Linked DNA regions of Gossypium hirsutum: region 2 is linked to region 1. The links are chromatin contacts, called in public Hi-C maps. All regions are on one chromosome and are shown on one strand. Each heading gives the region's core, a stretch centred on a gene start, on an enhancer-like site or on the middle of the called end of the contact. The rest is flanking DNA. Distances are from core to core; before and after follow the strand shown. Region 1 holds the start of LOC107917009 (indole-3-acetic acid-amido synthetase GH3.15). Region 2 holds the start of LOC107921394 (coleoptile phototropism protein 1).

Region 1 (2,700 bases), core at 13-2,512:
CACTCAAAACCCTAATACACTAAGATCTCACCCTTTTTCTACTTGAGTCCCTCTCCTTTTTCGAGCCTCCCCTAGAATGGGTGAATTGGCATTCCTCAACACATCCCCCTCTTTTCCTTCTTTATCTTCGTTAATATCGTGTATCAACATATATAATTTTTTTATCACATTATAAATGTGTTACAATTTCAAATTTACCCAACACTGTACTAACTAAAAGCAAATGAGTGAAAATGATAGAAGCAGAGGCAGCACGGACGAGACAAGTTGAACATAGGTCAAAGGCAAAGCTAAGAAAGCTTAAGTTAATTAAGTAAGAAACTAAGGAAGCTGGTCGTCTAACAACACTCCACAATGCTCCCACCTAACTTTACATTTATCTTTTGGATGGTGATTCACAAGTTTTTAACCTTTCATGTAAGGACCATCTTAAGAAATATTACATTAAATTAAGTTCCTTTATTTCATTTATATATTAAAACTTACACTCTCTCTTTTTTTTTTACACTTTATGAACTTCAAATCAGGGGCGAAGCAAGAAAATTTTTTAAGGGGACTAAAATTAAATTGTAATTTTTAATAGCCTATATATTTATAATTTTTAAAAAATTAAATCAAAACTTTTATCATTTTTAGGGGTTAAAGTGTATTTTTATTTTTACTAATTTAAAATTTTAAAAATTCTAAAAAGTCTAAATGAATAATTTTACATTTTAGAGGGGTTGGGGCCCTACAAGCCCCAGCTACACCCTTGCTTTAAATAAATTTGATATTAATTAATTTTTTTGGGACTATAATTAAATTACTTCCAAATTATTTTTTTTTAAATCAAGAATGGGAGATATTTAATATTAAACAAAATTTGAAACCAAAGTGAATGTTTTGTAATTATACTAATAACTTTTTGAAACATTGAAATTGCATAATAATTCTTAGCACACACCCTTCGTAAATGAATTTTTTCTTTTTAAAGTAACATAAACATTTCTTGGGCTAAAATAGCTGAATGGACTAATTTTTTTTTAATTAGGCCTTTAGGCCATTTTTATTTTTATTTAGGGCAATAAAACCCATTGGACCCATCCATGCAGTTCCGTATATAGGCTTTTGTCGACTGTTGATTTAGTTAAATATGTAAGATAAAGTGTGATGTGACAGCTACCTAACTTTTGAAAACAAGGATACCTTTTTCAGATATTCAATTTGCATAATAATTCTTACCACGCACTTTTTTTAAGTTTTCTTTATTTAAAAATTAAAATAGAAGTACTACTGATGTTCACCCCGGGACGAAATTTCGAGTATATATTAATGCACACACACACACACACACACACACAAAGCTGAGCTAACCCTTGGAGTTGGTAGTGTTTGTTTCATTTGGTTCTTTAAAGTTGCAGAGGCCGAGGAGGTTAATGGTAACAGAAATGAACATTTGGAAAATTTGCCAAATCAGGTAAGCGAAAGGTGTTTGCAGGCAGCAGAGTTTTGAGGGTAGTTTTCATCCTCTCATCACTCTACTCCCAGATTATTCGCTTCCCTAATTTGGACGATTTTACTTGCGCTCCTTCTTCACCCCTCTCAAGTTTCTCATCGAAAATCAGTGGAGAGAACCTGGAAATATACTTTCACCTCTGCAAAAGTTTTCGAGCTTCAAACAGGTAAAACAGATAATTCTCTCTCTCTCTCAACCCTTCAATTTCCTCTGTTCCCTTTACGCTCTTCTTTGTTTCCATGAAAAGTTTGAGAAAGAAGAAAATTTTTGATATTAACTTAAGGAAAGTCATTGTTATTTTTATTTGATTCTTATATATTACAGAAATTATTTTAAGGATACTTCTCACCACAGTTTTTATAGTTATTTTTTAATTATTTAATGAAATTTTAGTATTTTTTTTTATGTTATTGACTTATAATTTTTTTACTCCAAATCCGAACTTGAATCTTGAATTTAAACTTAAAATTCTAAACTCGAACCTTAAATTTGGATTCAAAGTTTGAGATTCGAGGTCGGGGTTGAGTTTGAGGTTTGAGAGTTTTTTATTTAGAGTTCGAGGTTTGAAGTTCTATTCATGATTCCGGATTTGGATTCAATGTAAAAAAAATTAACAAATTTATGTGTTCCGGATTTGGATTCAATGTAAAAAAAATTAATAAATTTATGTGTGAATGATATAAAAAAATTTATTAAAATATTATTAAATAATTGAAATGGGACCGTGAATAATATTGTAGGAAGAGTTTATATAATAATTTATCATAATATTTATTTGAAGCTTTTAATGGTTTCTTTAATGATTTTTAGCATCCCATCACTCATGGCATATGGTACAAGAGTAAAGTCAAATAAGGATTGTATCAAGAATTTCAATATGATCAAAGTTTGAGATTTGATTTTTAGAGAATTTGATGACAAAAAAATATGTCATACTATATGTAATAGAAATTCCATTACATTTGTATGCATGTGAAAATCATGTATTTAATATATATATATATGCACTTAAAATACATATAATAGGTATTAAAATGTATCGTTTGAAACTAATGATAATACATATACAATATATACAAAATTAAAATAAAAAATTAATTTAAATTGCAAGTAAAAAGAAATCAGATAGGTCAATATTAGAAATTTTGCAAGTAAAATTAATTTAAACCTATTACACGGCCTGGCTACACAGTTGTGTAACCTAT
Region 2 (2,936 bases), core at 107-2,606, 380 kb before region 1:
ATCCAACAAGCTCCGGTTTCACCCCTTTTCGTTTAATCGATTCGATCACTTGGATAAAATGATCAATTCGAAGGGTCGAAACATCTTGAAACCACCAAGTATCACTTGGTTCTCCAATATTCAAGTTCCCATTACTATTTTGTCCTAAAGTAAAAGCTTTGGGGTCAGTTGAGGCCTTCCAAGCAATGGCATCAGAGCATTGTTTCACAATAAGCAAATCTTTGGACCAAGGTGACACAGATTCACAGCTTTTGAGTACCTTAAAAGTGTCTTTCCAAGATGAGAAAATTGCAAAGCTCAAAAACGCCTCTGTTTTGGAAATGAGATTACCTTGGTGAAGATCATCACTCATTTCCAAGAAATTTGCAGCACAATAGAGTGGAGCAATGGTGGTAGCTGTTACATCCACCTTAAATCCATAGCAGAAGTTGACAATTGATTCAAAGGTGTTGGTTCCACCAGGAAGGTCATCCAACACAATCTTGAGGTTGCCTCCATTTTGTCCATGTCCCTCACTTCTTTTTGCAAATACAAGTCTATTCAAATATCCACTTTTCGAAACCATAGCAAGCTGAGGATCACAACATGATCACTTATTTATAAATTGTAATAGCAAATTATCTTAAGATATGACAAATGCAATGAATTACTAATTTCACATAAATGATTGTAAAGTTAAAATTGAATTAATATGGTAAATTATAAAAAAATTAAAACATAATACGAAAATACAGTTGGCCTTTGTGTTGGGCACAATTTGAACATGATAATGACAAATCTGTCCACATATATCCCATCAGAAACAAAAGGCATAATATTTGGTAAAACGATTCCCTACATAATATATGAAAAATATTTTTATGTAAGCCATCCCCTCCCCAAATTTATAATAATTTACAAAAATAAGTTTATTTCCATCTGGCAAAATTAATAATAATCCCATGCTTCACTAATAAAGACAAGTATATAGTTGTTGCTGACCTTGTGTAAGTAAAAGCTAAAATCTCCAACCTGCACCATTAAATCACTTGCAACTTTGGTCCTAACAAACCTGCGTCAGACGAAATCAAAACAGGAGCTTATTAATATCATCTCTACATAAACACCACCATATATACCTATATGTACCAGAAGAAGAAGAAGAAGAATTTAACCAGTCATTGTTTCTTCTTTCCAATTCCTCAGCAACAATGCTAGACTTTGGTGGATAAATAACACAATGGTTAGGCTTCCCACCCAGCACTGAACCATGAGTACTCTGATGTTCCTCTCTACAACCCATCATCTTAGATCTCATTTTTCCTCTATAGCTATAAGTCCTTGAACCATCATCTTTGGGCTATAGTGTTATTTATACACAATGAATTAGCAGTGTACGTGGGCAGAGATGGGTGGGGGGTTATTTATTGCATTTAATTATTCCAAAGTGGTTAAAGCCATGAAGATGGTTTGGTACCCATTGCCTGTCTGCCACAGAAAGAATATATGGATGGACAGCTTATAGCCAACACATTGACAATTTATGTTCTTCATTCTCATCCATATATATCATTACACCAATCACCCTTTTACGTCAGTGTCGATAGTATATATATACATAAATGTATAGTGCTCTTTTTTTATGATTGATCCATGTATTATCAAGAAAAGTATCATAATCTTTTGGGAGGAAAAAGTTGTAAAATTCAAACATTAGAGACGGTATTGTTGAAAGGTATAGTTATAAATATCAAACATGATATTTAAAACGGACATGAAAAATAAGAAAAAGAATTTAGATAAAATGATATTTATTATATGGGTGAAAGAATGATGAAGTAGAAACTAATTTTTCTTCTTCTTAATGAAAGCAATTATTTATTTTCAAATTACATTATAAAATTCCAGTAGTTTTTTAAAGAATTAGTTTTAAAAAAAATTCAAAAGTAAAAATTACCATTATAATACAAGTTACTGGTTTTTATAATTTTTTTTTATTTTTTAACCATTTCTCAATTTTATTTCAATGAACAAATTAATAGTAATATAGAGAATAATCTTATTTATATTTTCAAGCTATTAACATAAATAAGTTATATAAAATGTAAAATCAATTGAAGAAATTTATGATTCATGAATTTTGATTTAGTGTAATTATACATGTGAAACTTTTATTGTGATTTATATATATAAATAGAACTTTAAGTTTAATTCAATTGTACAATTTTAAAAAATATATATATATACTAATTGCTTGTATATACAATATATAATTGCAAAATGATACTATGACGATAATATTATTAATAGTTTATAAAAATTAACTCAAAATAAAACTTATATAAAATTAAAATTCATAAATCATATTGCACATATGTATTTTTAATACTTTAAATACATAATCATAGTGGAAAAAAAAGTGTAGTTGGGTGACGAAATATTACAATTTCATGGCTGAAAATACCTGGAAAGGCAGAATGATGATGATCCAAGAATTTGTGGATAGTCTATGCTATGGACCCATATAAGAGAAGGTATTTATGATGGTTAGGACCGAATGTCAGCTAAGAGAAAGACCTCTATAATTCGAAAGGCCACACAAATTATTGAAAGTTCCTTTGAAGCAAAAGCTCAGGTGGCAATCCAGTGTATAAGAGGTTGTGGCCTAGTCCTGAAGGAGGAGTAGAGTAATTAATAACAATTATGGAAAAGAGCTGCATGAAGTGTCAACTACTGAGCTTCTTGCTCTTATACCCTCACTTTCAAGATGTTTCTCTATTGGACTTTGTAAAAAGAGTAAAACAAAAATACGAAAAACTTATTTGTGTTTCGGAATACTAACTCTTCAACCTTTTAACCTATAATCTTCAACCACAAACTATGGACGATCCACATAAATTGGGCATATAGGGAGCAATCAAGTACTTAACAAGTAATAGATAGAATTAGAAAATTAA

What was found. A called contact is a pair of places that touch in the nucleus more often than the background predicts.
Region 2: a contact with region 1 is called in a Hi-C map of callus, with 3 times the contacts expected there. The contact joins the promoter of LOC107921394 here to the promoter of LOC107917009 in region 1. A contact is called at or near these places in 2 of 34 Hi-C or Micro-C datasets (callus and leaf).

What each region holds. Positions count from the first base shown.
Region 1 is chrA01:16,990,036-16,992,735 of Gossypium_hirsutum_v2.1, reverse strand. It overlaps LOC107917009 (indole-3-acetic acid-amido synthetase GH3.15), which reads left to right and starts at 1,262. Exons shown (of 4, transcript XR_001689670.2): 1 at 1,262-1,661.
Region 2 is chrA01:17,369,600-17,372,535 of Gossypium_hirsutum_v2.1, reverse strand. LOC107921394 (coleoptile phototropism protein 1) reads right to left here and starts at 1,356. Exons shown (of 4, transcript XM_016851250.2): 1 at 1,155-1,356; 2 at 982-1,051; 3 at 1-571. The coding sequence starts at 1,297.